Regions from separate parts of the Mus musculus genome. Here region 2 is linked to region 1. The links are chromatin contacts, called in public HiChIP or PLAC-seq maps. All regions are on one chromosome and are shown on one strand. Each heading gives the region's core, a stretch centred on a gene start, on an enhancer-like site or on the middle of the called end of the contact. The rest is flanking DNA. Distances are from core to core; before and after follow the strand shown.

Region 1 (7,713 bases), core at 3,156-5,655:
GAGCCAAGGTTCCTTATAGCGATGGCTCTTAACACGGAAGGCAGGCAATGGTGCCCCTAGGAGGTATTGATGGTGTCTGCAAACACTTTCAGTTCTAACTAGAGGGTTGCTGCTATTCACCATCCACAAAGCACAGGACAGTCTCACACAGAAAACTCTTCTGCCCCAAAGAGCGCCGCTGTGAAACTCTCGCCACTACCTTCTCTGAGCTGCCATGCTTGCCTGCTACAGTGGGTGGCTTCGTTTTGCAAAGGTCGTTATGAAATCCACAGCCAGGTTTATACTCAGGAAGGGAGCCATGGGGCCATGAGGTGTTCGAGTCATTCCTCCAGGGTCTTTAAAACAGAGAAGACAAAGGTCAGCGTGGAGTGCGTTTGTTCCACCTGTCTTCACCCCATGTGTAACATGAGACATACATAAAAAACAAACATTCAAACCAGTATCTGGAGAGATGTCTCCGTGGGTAAAGACACTTGCTCTGAAGCCCAGTGACCCAGTTATATCCTTGGAGCTCACAGGATGGAAAGCCAGAACCAACTCCCCAGTGTTGTCCTTGTAGCTCACATGCATGCCATGACATACACATGCCCCACCCTGTGCATACATGGATGAATGCACACACAGAGATGAATAAATATAAACAAACAAACAAATAAACACAACCAGCAAGTGGGCCTCAGTCCCTTAATTCAACCCTCTGGTGACTTGGTAGGTGGTTTTCTAACTCCCTTAGACTCTTCAGACTTCAGGCCTCCATTACTATCATGTAATATAAAGAAGGCTATGCCTCCTTTTCTTCCAGGTAGAATATCTTCCAGTCTGTAATTTAAACCACGTCTCTTTTGACTTAAAGGATCGTGTGCCAATGCTGCAAGTGTCAGCCATGTTTGACACAAACAGATTTTATTGCATAGCAAGCATCTTGATGGTTCACAGGCCAAACGCTACCCCCTACATGGAATGTGCCCCTTCCTAGCATACTCAGGACTGGTTCTTATAGTTATTTTGTGCTTTATGCCAACCCATTCTGAGACTTCCTTTTCCCAAAGAATAAGGGAGGGAAAATGTCTCCCATGGAATCTGAGTTAGTAGAAATGGGAGCGGGTGGACACTGAATTAAACCCTAGCTTTTCTTTTTACCTCCTCGTTGGTTTGTAGCTGAGAAAAACAAAACCAAAAATTTTTGTGGGAATTCCTAGTACTGGGAACTCAGAACAGCACAAGGTCCTGATGTCCACATGAGCTTCTGGGAGTCACACTTTATAGGCAAGTGGTTTTACTGAATGTGGACTTGGGCCGAAGGTGACGCTGTCATTCACTGCCTTGGGGAGCTCAGAGCTTCTTCTGGGCCCCATTGGAGATGGGATCCAGCTGGGGCATCAAAGAGGGTAAAGCCCCTCTGGAGGTGTACTTGGGATGCTGTGCTCCTGGGCGCCCTCCTCCCCCAGGGACCCTGAAAAGAACCATACCCACAATCTGAGCAAAACTCCCAAAGTTGACCTTTGTGAGTTCAGAAGGCTCTGACACTATAACACGATGATGTCATCTACAAAACCCATGCCTGAGAACTGAGTTTGTGTGTGTTTGCGTGTACATATATACCAGAAAATACCTCAGGCTTCACGTGAGTTTACAAGATTATGTTAGGTTGCATTTATAATTATCCTGAAATATGTGCAGCCCACAGGCCATGACTTGGACATTCCTGAGTGAATAGACTGACTAGAAGAATGTTAGAACTAGATCCCAGACTTCTGGTTCCCCCCACGGACAACATAATTAATCTTACAGAAGTGACCAGCAGTACCTGATTACTTTCTGAAAACTGTCATAATGAAGAAAGGGAAGGAAGAGGGACCTGTTTCCAGATTCCTGCAGAGCATAGACGGAGTAATCCACGTGCCTTTTCCCCTGGGAGTCCAAAAGCACAGGACCGGTGATTCCTGGAAAGAGAGGTTATACCAGGTGAGAGTAATGTGGCTCTCACAGCTGAACGCGGCAGCCCATCCCATCAAACATGATGCAAGGCTTTGCCATTTCACAGAACCTGAGCTAGGGTCAATACGAACACCAATGGACAGAAGATGTCTCAGAAGTGGGAGTTACACTGGGAAGGCAGGTGGACCTCTTTAGCTCCAAATTCAAGGCTCATCCAATGTCAAGAAGAAAAAAAAACCAAATGCTCAAAATTAAGCCAGCTTGCCTGCATTTCATCCAAAACTGCTTCCCATGAAATTAGAAAATGTACTGGAAGCTGAATGGCCAGAGGGCAGCAGCTGGCTGGGGATGAAGGAGAGACAGCTGCCTCTCTGGTCCCTGCCGTGCTGGCTACTCACCTCTAAGCATCCCTGAGACAGAGGATTGTAAAGGTCTGGGCCCTTCCTTCTGACTGTGGTGGGTGCTGAAGCTTTTGACAGGGTGCTCAGTTTCAGCAGGTTTGCTCGACCTGCTTGGTACATGCTAAACTCTGGTTATCAAGGAGAGACTTCGGAAAAGGGAAGAACACCTGTTCTACACCCCAAACCAGAAGCCATGCCCTGGCGTTAGGTTCCACTGAGGACAGAACAAAATATTGTCACGTATAAAGTAGCTTCTATGTGCCTGGCCCTGTGATCCTGTGATCTATGTCCCTGTGGCCCTAGAAAAGGGGTGACTCAGCCCTATCGCATGTGCCCTGGAGGCACAGGGTCCCAAGTCTTTCTTCCAGAGCCAAGGGAGGCAGAGTTGGCCCACAGTGCAGGGCTCTGAGGCCTGGTGCCCTTTTCTTTCTGTGATATTACACTGCCTTCCTTATTGTTCAGACATATACTAAAGGCAAGTCCCTTTTGGGTGTGGGGGGCATTATTAGAAGCTGTGTGTGAGAGAGAGAGTTCCCAGGGAGATGAAGATAAGAACAAGGATGAGGTTCAGGGGCCTCCTCATCCCCTGGTCAGGGAAACCTGAAGCAGTCAGGAAGCTCTAAGCCCATATGCCCTATGGAAAACTGGAATTGTGATGCGATCATAAATATTCATTAACAGAATGAGGCAGGCCTTTGAGGAAAACTATGACAGACATTCATCATCTCCAAGTCCACAGGGATGTGGCTAAGAAGCCTGAGCTCAAAGACCACCTTACCCTGCAGTGTGACCTGACCAGCTCTCAGGGTGCTAATCAGCTGCCGCCCATCCCGGAAGTCTTTCTCAGCCTTCCTCATTTCCTCCACAGTCTGAGCGTAGAGTAAGAGAGCATCGTGCAGGTAGGCAGAGTACGGGCTCACCTTCAACAAGAGAAGCAAACAAGGTGCGCACACCCCGAGCTCCCGCCACCCAGCTAGAAGAAATAATTTTCCATCCTCTGAGCACAGGACCAGCCCACGCCAGTGTGTGTGTGAGAAGGGAGGGAGCTACCTCACGCCCACACCGGATGATAGCAAACCTAGCTGTCCAAGTCTTCAGCTTTCCTTGTGGCCCCTTGTTTTCTAATTGGATCACATGCTCAGACCAAGAACGGCTCTAGAGGCTATCTGCTATTTGTGGGAAGAGGATGTGGCCTGGGTGGAAGACTCAGAAGCCAGAATGTCTGTCATTTGTCTGGCTGTGAGAGCAGAGTGAGTAGAGTGGGCTCAGCTCACTCATTTATAATCTGGGATGAAACAATTCGTGAAACATGAGTGTGGCTGGATGAGGCAGATGCCCACAGTAGTTCTTCAGTACCTGATGATTTAATCAACAAAACACACGTGCATACACGCATACACACCCCCACAAACACACACACACAAAACCACCTTTCCCCTACAGCAGCTGGAACAGAGAGATCCCTATAAATAACCATCCTTTCTCACACACGTACACACACACACACATACACACATACATACATACTCATACCTGTATATACATACACATATACACACACATACATTATACACTCACACATATATACACATTACACATTCAGACACACATAAACATACATACACACCCATATATGCACACACATACATTACAAACTCACACACATACACACAAACTCATAGATACACACATACACACCTATGTTAAACATTCACACACATAAATACACATATACATACACACACTCACACACACATGCATACACATATATACACATGTGTACACACATACATAAACACACATGCACACACAGGTATGCACACACAGGTACACACACACACTATCATCACAGTCGGGTTTACAGTCTGACTCTCATTCCTCATCAAGCCTCTGTCTTCATTGTCTCAGCTTGGCCCCAGAGTGGAAGTAGTTTCCTCTCTTGGCAGGATTCTCAGTAAATTCTGCCATGTTGTTCTCCCTCTGTACACAGTCATGTTCCTGCTGGCTGACGTGACCTCTCATGACTGTCTTCCCTCACAAAGCCTATCTGCTTGCCTGACCTCTGCCACTCCCCATTTGACTGCTCCGTTCTGACTAATAGTCTCGTCATCGTCCTGACAAAGGCCATCAGCATAGTCTGAGGTTCCCGTTGGCATCTTTTCTGCTGTGTCAACACAGTGTAGTGTGACACTCAAGGCCACAGCTTGGAAGGGAGACGCCACGGAGGAGTCCAGTTCATGTTTGAGGAAATCCGGCTATGAGGAAATTAGGTAATTTACTCAAAGACTCCATAGTTAGTAAATAGCAAAGGCCAGTAGCTTTCCACCCCATAACTCTGGCTCCTCTGTGGTCATGGGTACAAACATCACAAAAAAAATCACACTACTGTTTATTTTGGGCTAGGGAAGATGTGTGTGTGTGTGTGTGTGTGTGTGTGTGTGTGTGTGTGTGTATGTGACTATATGTGTATGTGGATTTAGTATGTGTATGTGTGTGTGCATGTGTGTATGAGTATGTGTGTGACTGTGTGTATATGTGTGTGATTGTGTATATATGTGATGTAATATGTGGATGTGTGTGTGTACATTTAGGTGTGTATGAGTGTGTATATGTGTATGTTTCTCTGTGTGAATGTGGATGCATATGAATGTATGTGAATGTGTGTGCATATGTATGTATGTATATATGTGTGTGTGTGCGTATATGTATGAGTGTGTGTGTGTGTGTGTAGTTGTAGGAGAAGAGGCAGGAAGAAGAAAGAAAAATGTCTGATCGACTGTGTAGAAGCTGCCCACAGACCTGGTCCTCTGAGGTGATGGAGCTTTGAAAGGGTGGCCTCCTCAGTTCTTGGGAGACTTGCTTCCGGAAACCGTCATCTCCAATGCCTCCTCCATAGGCGCTGGGTGCGATGAGAAACACCGACTCATAGACTTTGGGAAAGCGTATCACCTTGTCCTTTGTCAGTACTTCCTTCCAAAAACTGTCCTAAAATGTAACAAAATAAATGTCACCGTGCTGTAAGAAATGACACGTGGAGCCCAATTACATTCAAGGCATCAAGGAACCTAAATTGTCGTGTGCTAGTTTGTGGAAATACAATCATCCCAGAAGGCTCTGCGATGCTAGGTTCACAGCCAGAGAAGAAAGAAGGAGAAACACACGGAGGCACCAAGCAGCTAAGACATGTTAAGCTTATATAAGTAGCAGGAAAGACTGTCAAACCGAGCACATTTAGGACCGCCTGGTCCCACTGTGCTTTGCGGTGTCACTCTTTATAACCATCAGTTGCATCTAGATGCCGATCTGCTCTGACAAGTGTGATCACTGGATCCCAAATTCCCTAGTGTCAGCATATCTAGGGGCACACAGGCATGTGTGTGTACACATACAAGGCATGTGTGCTTTACATAACTGATATTACATTATACAGTTCCTCTGCAGCTTGATTTTTTTTTTTTTACAGTGTAAACCTAACTGAAAGTCATTTTTTATCAAATGGACTTCAGCATGGTTTTAAGAAGCAGGGTGATCACGTATGAACCCTTCATGGTGTACTCTCCACTGTATGTTCTTCCTGTACTCTATACCAGTTGGAACTATCAGAGTTTCGCAAGGAAGAAGGAAGGGCAGGAAGTGATTCTCTGCAAACTGTAAGCGCTGTCCCACCCGCTCCTCCCACCATCTACCTGCAAGCAGCGATGAGGGGAACACGAAGAAGGGACTGATAATAACAAGCCGAGGGAAGAGGGTGCCCTGGGAAGTAGAGAGGGGGAGGATTCCAGCCACCCAGCGAAATCTGGGGCAGTCTGACCATCCAATACTTCCTGACAAAGGAAATGTAGTCATTATTGTTTCTCTTTACATTGACTTTGATCCATTTTAGTTCCTTCTGAATATAAAACAAGTTCACCTTAGAAAGGAAAACTCACTGACTGAAACTACCCTGTAGACGTGCAGGGAAACAAAGGCACGTGACCCTTTTAGATGTGCTTAAAGCAGTGAGGCTGGTCCTGGGCTAAAACACACACGCATAGTAGGTGTGCCGCCTTGGCTAGGTCATTTGACCTCTCTGGGCCTCCATTTCTTATTCTATTAAAGAAGATAAAACAAATAAGCAAACAAAGACTCACTCTGAAAGAGTAGCTGGGTGACTTGGAGTGCTGAGATCGTAGACGAGGCACCTCACTGGCCTTACCTAGGGCTTGGGTTTGAAAGTTGGAAGGATGGGCTGGTGAGATGGCTCAGTGGGTAAGAGCACCCGACTGCTCTTCCAAAGGTCCGGAGTTCAAATCCCAGCAACCACATGGTGGCTCACAACCATCCATAACAAGATCTGATGCCCTCTTCTGGAGTGTCTGAAGACAGCTACAGTGTACTTACATATAATAAATAAATAAATAAATCTTTAAAAAAAAAAAAAAAAAAAAAAAAGAAAGTTGGAAGGATAATGATGTCTGCCTGGCAGCAGCATAGGTCAAATATCCACTTAGTACTTGTGGTAAGTATGTGGTACTTTGGCCTTTTCATTATGAAGGAGCCAAACTTGGGACCTGTTTGATGGGCCAGTGAAACAGCCTCTACAGGCCTGTGTGAGCTTCAACAAGGACATGGGAAAGCGGCTGTGGAAAAACAGAATGGGAGCCACCTGTCTGAGAGTCATTCAGACAGGCTGATGTACTTGGCAGAAATGAGAGTTCTCCTGATATGTGCTTTCCTGGAGAGCAGAGGCTGGCTGGAGCCAGCTAACCTTGTCTCAGCCTAGACCTAGTCCCTCACTATCTATCTGCAGAGGAACTCTGTGTAAATGCTTTCAGTTCCATCTTGGTCTGTTTTAGTGTGTGTGCTCAGGGGTGTGTGTACATCCATTCATGCTCGTGTGAGTGCATGTGTGTGTGTGTTCAAGTGCATGTACACATGTGCATATGCATATGTGTCGGGGTCTGAGGTCAACCTTGGGTGTTGTTTTAGATGTCACTTTTGTTTACTTTTTAGGCAGGGTCTCTCAGTGGCCTGAGCTCACCAACTAGGCTAGGTTGGATAACAATAAAACCCTAGGAAGCCATCCACTGCACACTTCTCCAGAACAGGGATTACAAGTGTGGGCCACCAAGCCTTTTAAAGTGGGTTCTTAGGACCAAGGTGTGTGTCAAGCACTATACTGCCTGAGCTGTATCCCCAGCCCTGGTCTTAAGAGGAACCTTCAGGGTACTGACCTCCTAGAGCCTTGGTGAGTATCTGGTTCCCAAACACACCCTGCCACCTGGCAGTTCTTATCACCTCTCAGGACAGAGCTGCTGACCAACCCTACCTCCAGCTGCTGCAAGAGGATGAAAACGAATTCTCCAGTGTCGAGTCCCAGGTCCACTGCAGCCTG
Region 2 (7,713 bases), core at 1,415-3,914, 630 kb after region 1:
CGTGTTTTAACTTGCTGGCTTCCATCCTATCACATGAGTTTGACTATCACCCAGCACCTTGTGGAAGGAGATAGGAAGCTCACAAGGAAGTACGATAGTGGAATATGCAAATTCGGTGGACTTTGTGGGTAGCACACTTTGATTATGTTTCCGGCAGCTGTTTATAGATCTGGCTAACACACCGTGCCCTTAGGTGTTAAGCATCTGACCCATCGTCTCCTCCTCCTCTAGTCTGCCTTCTTTATCACCATGCCATATCCTTTTAGTTTAGTCTCCCTTCTCTGGAAGATACCTCCTCCAGAAGCCCACCTGCATCCAGCAGTGTTTCCAAAAGCCAGGGACCCTGCCGAGGATATGTAGCTCCCATCTCCCAGGTCCACTTATTCTGCTTGGCCAGTGCTGCTGTGGCTGTGATGGGAACTCTAGAGGAGAGCAGGGGGCAGGGCAGCTCTACCCAGTGTGTGGCTGGTAGAGACTGGACAAATCTCAAGTGCCTCTCCAACCTCATGCAGGAGAAGGGAGTTCAGTTTTCTAAAGAACATTCCTCTTTTTCTTCTACTGCACTGCTTAGAAGTGCAGCCAGTTCCTGAGCTTGGTCTACGATGTCTGAAGTGCTTGAACTCAGTCTATAATGACTGCTGCTCTGAGCTCAGTCTACAACGACTACAGTGCTTGAACTCAGTCTACAATGACTGCAGTGCTCTGAGCTCATTCTATGATGACTGTAGTGCTTGAGCTCAGTCTACGATGACTGCAGCGCTCTGCACCCAGTTACTGCCTCTCTTCATCCCTCATGCAAACTAGCCTGAGAAAATGAATGTGCAGATCTATAACTGGCAAGGACAGGAGAAGGAGATGGACCCCGTGGCTGGATCCAGGGGCCCCGTGGTTCAGGATTGTTTCCCAGGAGCTCTTTGCTCTGCTGTCCTCCAAGTTGACTTCACTCATGGAAGTTTATTCAAGTCCAAGAAGATCTTACCTTTGCCCCTTCATGTCTGTGACCTTGATTTTGAATTGGCATCTATGTTAAGAGGTTGCAGTGTGGGGGCGTGGGTATATACCTAAAAAAACCTGCCTACTCCTCAAGCTGGGGGAAGCAGCACACTCCACTTAGCTAAGCTGATAGCGTCATAGAGTCAGGTCAGTGTCTCCTAAATAATTTAAGATTTTATTGCTGGGAAACCCAGAAAAGGCTATGGAGCTCAGAACTCTGCTGCTCCCACTCCATCGTTCTTAGTGCCTGCTTGAGCTTCGTGGCCCTCACCTACAAAACCCTCCCTTCCCTTTATATCCATGTCTATGTCCAAAGTTTTATAAGATGTCTATCTCCTAAAATTTTTACGGGGTTTATAAGTTCTTCTATTCTATGGAAATACTAGAAACGAATATCTTAAAGACCTTACAAGGAGAAGCTGGGGTAAGCCTATTAGGTAAAGTAGGGTAAGGTGAGCCCTTCAAGTTCAAAGCAGTTCCCTCATCAAACAGAAGGAACGTGACTGCCAAATTTGGCTCCGAGGTTCCCTAGCTCCTAAGCATGGAAGGAAAGATATCCAGGGTTGTAAGCATGTGAATGCACACACACACTGTGTGTGTGTGTGTTTCTCTCTGTGTGTGGTGTAGTACAGGCCCTGTAAGTGGATAGGTAAGGAGTAAGCTTCTACAGAATGTAACAGAGACTGTACTTAAAGGCAGCCCTTGCTCACTGAATAGCTCCAAGCTCCCTTCCCCAGCCACTTGCTCCTGGGAGTCTTGCTTCTTGTGATAGTAGCTTTGTTAGTCCAACAAAGTGGGGAGATAAGCTGTAAGCCCTCATGTTGCTGGGCTCCTCCCAAAACAACTGGTGCTGTTCCTTGTGCTTCCCTTGAATGCAGCACTCAGGTGGGGCAGGGCTGTTGACAAAGCTAAATGCAAGCACTGTCACTAAAGCCGGGCTGATCCTCCAGGCCAGCTGAAACGTCTATGATTCACTGTTTACCAGTGAGTACTGTGAAGGTCCTACTTCCAGATGCACACATACTTACTGCATAGTAGCAAGCCAGTGCCCTTGCTGGCCCTTAGCTGCCTTTCCTAGACAGGCCCCCAAGCTTCCAGCAGTTGGCTGCCCTTTGTCACCTGGGAAGCTCCGTTTGCCTGTGGATGGTTATTATACCCAACAGAACACAGGGAAGGATGGTGTTCCGATGGCCATGTAGGCCGCTCTAGGGTTGTGGCTTCTCGATCTCTCCTTTGTTTTTCTTGATTTACCTTTCAGAATTATCCATAGTCATCTGGGGTGGACAAGTCTACCCAGTCCATCTTTTGCAGGATTGTTAAAAGATACAGTCACCTTCTTCCTTCTCTTGTTCCCTCTCATGCTGGGGATATACCCCAGGGGCAGAGCTCTTGCTTAGCATGTACAGGTCCCTGGGTTCAATCCCCAGGAGTACCAGCCGACCAACAGCCAAGCTTGAGAAAGTTGGAATGTCTTTTGTCCTTTTGAAGTAGCCCACTCTGAACCTCTAAACTGTTCTTCACACCTCTAAATACTCCCTCTAAATTCTCTACCCTGTTAATGGGGCTGTATGGAACCTCTGACTAGGTGTGTAGGTCTACACAGCAGCCATTTGCCAGAGTTGACTAAACAGTCCATTCTGTCCCTCTACCGTTTACTAGCTGTGTGACCTTGGGCATGCTCCTTAACGTCTCTGAGTCAGCTTCCTCCTCTGTGAAATAGGCAGAACACTCTTACTTCCTGTGGAGGTTGTGAGAATTAAAGGAGTAGCCAGCTCAGCCCTTTCTAGGGGCCTGGATGGAGAAGGCAGTTCTTACCCTGACACTTTTGGGATCAGATACCTGTTGAGCAAACCTCCTTTGAGCATGCTTCGAGAACACATGGGGTGTGCACGGCATGATCCATGAAGTCGCTATTGTGGCTTCTCTCAGAAGGCTATAGTCTAAGGGAGCCAAGGGGGGCGTGGAGGTTAAGACTGGAGCCCCGACAGCTCAAGGGTGAGGGCAGTCATACATAGGTATGTTTCTGTGAGGTGTAAACACCAGCAACCCCGTTAAGTTTATCCTAATAGAAGCTTCAGTAAGGTAAGTTGAGAGAAGGCACAGATAAGTGGCTGGCTGGTTGCTTAGAAGAAGGAGCAACCATATTCATCGGGGGAACGGTGTGGTTAGGGATGGGGATGGCGGGAAGGGGCATCGTAGGAACTCTGCATGAGGAAGTCGCGTTTGAGATGTCCCTCAGGGACCCCATCTGCATGGCAGGGAGGTGTGGAGAATTCTGGGTATGCCTTGGTGACTCGGCCCTCTCTCCTCAAGCCTCACCCTGTCCCCCTTTCTTCCTGGCAGCAGAGCCCCCTCCCTTGCTGCACTCAGGGCCATGCCTGTCCGCACTTCTACACCCCCTCAGACTTCACTGTCAGCACGCAAGTCTTCAGGGACACGAAAAGCAGCCACTCCTTACAAAAGGTTGGGGAGCCCTGGTATCTGGAGGTAGGTCTTGGAGCAGAATGACGGTATGAAGCAAGCCAGCTCTGAACTGAAGCCGCCCATCCAAAGTTTACCTCTCATGAGGGCAGGGCCCACGCATCCACCTCCATCCCTGAATTCTCCTCGGGTTATTCTCATTCCAGGTGCCATACTGTCTGGCCGTGCTGACCACCGCTAGGGAAATCAGAGCCATAAAGTCACCACTTTACAAGAAGAGGGTGGGGCTGGCGCTCAAGTGAATGCTTGATGCCCAGCTGGCCCGTAAAGGCCACGTGACTCAGCGTCACACGCGAGAACGCACACTATTCCATTAAACTTGAACCTAGAAAGTAATTTCCTGGGCTCTTTATGGCTCCTGCTGGAAGGGAAGCTATCACCTCAACTTTGCCATTGCTACTAGCAATTAGCAGTCTATAGTATAGATTTTCTTTTCAAATTCAGGGTGCTGAGGAAGGCCTCCCGCCCCGCACAAGATCCCTGACTAGCAGAGGCAAGCACAGCCCAATGACTCTTCTCACAGATGTTGTTCTCCAAGGACAGGAAGCATTGTTAATTTCCTTTAAATAATTCAATGCCATGTCAATACCCCACACGACTCCATGCTCCCGCGTGACAGCTCTCTTCAAATTAGTAGTCCCAAGAATAAAGAATGCCCAGAACATTCTTTTATCTTCAGGAAAGCAAACATCAATGCAGACTTTAAAAAAAAAAAAATTAAAGTAACTCTTAGATTTAGATAGAAGATGATGTTTTGGTTTTCATGAATATTCACAAGCCAATTAGTGTAGTCTTTTAAACCAATGATTGTGTCCCTACTAGGTGCTGAGTGTCTGCTGTATGCTAGAGGATGCTGTTTTTTAGGAAACAGGGTTTCTCCAGTGGATATGGAGCATGCACGCGGATTCCCTCTAGAGAGGGATACTGTGGAAGAGATCATGTTTAAACCCTTGTTCCACTTCAGAAACAGTAAACAGCCACTTAGGAGAACCAGAGAGATGTAGAGAACCGTGGCGAAGGCAAGTCACGCCCAGACCTTTGCGTGAACTGTTGGCCATCTCCTTTCTGATGAGTTATCCATTCATGTTCATAAACTTTAAAAGCATTAATATTGGCATTAACGTGGCTTTGTGCTTCCTTCTCACCTGCCATGACGCCATGGGATGCTTTTCTTTGTTATAGCGTGCGTTACTAAGATCCTAAGGTGGTGTTCTTTGGAATGTCAGTGGTCCAACCCATTACCCTTCATCCAAGTGGGGCTAAAGCAGATGTTTTTCTGGGGTGTTTTGCACTTCTTCTGCTACCTTGCCTCTGCTGTGCCTGTGATTGGACCATCCTTACACTGTGATTACCTGGTGTGTGTGTGTGTGTATGTGTGGTATGTGTAGGTGTGTAACTGGCTTCAGCATGGCAGGGCTTTGTGGTCCCCACTCTGCAGTGGCTGTGTCCTGGTGAGAGCTTTTCTTAGCAGATTCTGGCAGACCAGCTTTTTCAAACCATATCAGTTCATTCTGACTATGGAGTATAAGGCTACCCCACCAGATCTGGCAGATAAGGCTAGCCCACCAGGCTTTTGCACAAGGTAACTAGTTAACCTTTGGTCAGAGTTGAGACATGGATAAAGGAGAACCAGGTGCCCTATTTGATATAAGGAAATGGAAACAGAAAGACTGGGTCTCTCTCTTCCTTATAGCTCAAGATTTGCAGGAGCTGATTAGAATCCTGGCGCCAGTGACCTTGAACATTCTTCTGCTTGTCCTCAGGACAGAAAACATCTCCCAGGGAGGACCAGAAAACCACATTTCCAGATGAAGAATAAACCCACAGATTGTGAATAGGCCAGACACAAAGATGGCACAAACGAGTGTGTTACCAAGCTGCTCTCTGCCTCAGTTTCCCTATCCCATTGGCGATACACACAACCAGTGCATGGTGAGAGAGCTGGTGTGCTCAACAGAGCTGAGTCATGAGGCCACTTAAGATCACACTGCTAGAGAGAGGACACCATAAAATGTGGCCCATAACAATTGTGCTCTTATTCACGGTCTCGTGTATTCCGACCTACTAGAAGGAGAGCACCTTTGGTCCCGTTTGCCACCATGCATTCTTGGGAGCTGGGAGACACTTTGATTCTGCAGTAAGTGCCCCACTTAGGAGATCTTCCACCTCATCTGCGATCAGCACACTTGGCCTCCTCCTTGTTACTGGGTTGAGGTCTTAACCTTTGCCATCTATCTCTTCCTCAATTGAGAGAATCCTGTAGATAGATGGGTTGAGTAAATATGACTAAGAAAGTCAATAGCCACCTGGGCAGGCTTGAGTCACGTCTTCCTAGTTAGCTATTTGTGGACAGCTCAAAGCTGGCCACACAAGCTTGCCGCATGGTGGCTGTTAGCACCGACAATAGTGACAGTAATAGGGTGTGACACGGCATAACTGCCTGCAGATAAGAGGGGCTTCCTGTAACTGCTGAGTCACCACCTTGGCTACTGAATACTTGCACACACACTTCTTAAATCGTTCTTTGTCAGAACCCCTCTATCCTTCCCCGTTTCCTTCCTCTCCAGAGGCTCTCGAAACTTCTTCTAGTCCACTGTCTGGAGATCCGCAAGATGGCACACTTGGTCTGATGCTTCAGTCTCTGTTGTTACTCTTGGTTGGCTTGCCCTTTGCCTAGCATTGGGCCTGTTTTGATTTCACTTTTTGATGTGTGTTTTCAGAAAGGGCCAAAGTAGGGACTACACTCACCAGCCTCTCGATCTACAGATGTAAAGGAGAAAGACACTTTGGCTCAGTATGCAAAGCTAGCCGTGGAGACAGGGAGTTGACCAGTGCAGAGAGAGGAAATGAAACTTTTCTTAGGTTTATTAGACCACATCCTATAAGTCTGTGGCTTCTTATGTGTCTGATTTCTAAAGAGCGTGGCAGCACAGCCAGCCTTATTTTTGCTTGTTCGTCATTTAAAACGAATATAGATATTACTTAATTTCCCTAGTTCTTTATATTTCAGCCATATATGAAAAATGAATGTTTATTCACAGTATATATTAGAAGGGAAGACGCGCTTGTGTGTGTGTGTGTGTGTGTGTGTGTGTGTGTGTGTATGTTAATTTATATAAATCCCTGTGTTATAACTCCAGGTTATCAAGCATTTAGCTAAAAAATAATAGTGATAAAATTAAATGAAAATGTAGCTCAGCCCTAATTAGAAGCAGCCTGAGCAACAACGTCGAATGCACCCCCAAAGGCAAAGCTTGTATTTGGATGAACTTGTATGAACTTCCAGAGCTCCGAAGCTGTGCCTCTAGAGTCATAGGTGGGCTCATGTTGTTGCAGCTCTTAGTTGTAAAATGGTTTTCTGTGCATGCAAGGGGAGGACTTCTAATGGCTCCTAGATGCCCATTCTAGAGGCGGAGGTCATTTACCATTGCGCCAAGCAAACAAGGTTCTCTATATCCCACTGCAATAGGACGCTTGGCAGATGTGTGTGTTAGAAGTACTGGAGATTCTGGAATATTCTATGATGTGCCCGCTCCTCCAAATGTATGAGCTGTGGTTTTCTTGTACAACTCAGAATCCTTCTATTCAAAAATTAAACATCAACACCCTCCCCCGCCCCGCCCCCCTGCATCCATATAGTCCCTTCACCGTATTCTTCTAGGCTAAATGAGTACATGGCTCTCAAGTCCCACCTGGGGACTTCTCATGCCTCAGCAAGGTGACGTTCTGATGAAACTCCACTCCACTCACCTGATACTCAGTGGCCACTGACCACACCCTCTGCTCCATGTTATCTGTCATCCCTTAGACTGAAAAACTTATATCACCGTCAACATTATTGCTGCCTCTGAAACTAGTCTCCGACCCTGTGAGCTGGTCTATGAGATAGGAAGGGCTGCTGTGTGGGATGCTCATGCCAAGAATTCATCTGTGGCAGCTGGCTGGTTCTTCTGCCTCGTGTGAAGCCTTGGAGGTCCAGCTGACCCTACCCCACAGGACAGCCTGGCTCGAACTCAATGCCTGCTTCCGTTTTCCCCTTCTATGCTAGCCACACATTTTTCTCCCCATTCCTGACACAGATCATTAATAGATAAGACTCAAGCCCTTCTGTAGGTGACAGCTTGCTTCCTCTTTTATAATTCTGTGCAGTGACAGATTGATTTTTCATGGGCTAGACTGCATCAAGAGAGAGTGCAGATCATCCTTAAAATCCTCTGTTCCTTGTAGGGCCTCCCTCAA

The links. HiChIP or PLAC-seq counts read pairs in DNA pulled down with a chosen protein or histone mark.
Region 2: a contact with region 1 is called in a FOXA1 HiChIP or PLAC-seq map of pancreatic cancer cells. The contact joins two enhancer-like sites. A contact is called at or near these places in 2 of 115 datasets of contacts at active chromatin or transcription factors (extraembryonic endoderm stem cells and pancreatic cancer cells).

The regions. Positions count from the first base shown.
Region 1 is chr19:55,227,901-55,235,613 of GRCm38.p6, forward strand. It overlaps Gucy2g (guanylate cyclase 2g), which reads right to left. Exons shown (of 21, transcript NM_001081076.3): 3 at 7,648-7,713; 4 at 5,139-5,324; 5 at 3,118-3,259; 6 at 1,808-1,943; 7 at 223-335. Among named protein-coding and RNA genes, the nearest start is that of Gucy2g, 9.5 kb to the right of the region's middle. Within about 2 kb of position 4,406, at least 110 of the 459 cell types and tissues checked have an H3K27ac peak or open chromatin away from gene starts, as enhancers often do. A contact at or near this core is called in pancreatic cancer cells, where this site is marked.
Region 2 is chr19:55,860,082-55,867,794 of GRCm38.p6, forward strand. All of the region lies in intron 5 of Tcf7l2 (transcription factor 7 like 2, T cell specific, HMG box), which reads left to right. Among named protein-coding and RNA genes, the nearest start is that of Gm52391, 74 kb to the right of the region's middle. Within about 2 kb of position 2,665, at least 41 of the 459 cell types and tissues checked have an H3K27ac peak or open chromatin away from gene starts, as enhancers often do. A contact at or near this core is called in pancreatic cancer cells, where this site is marked.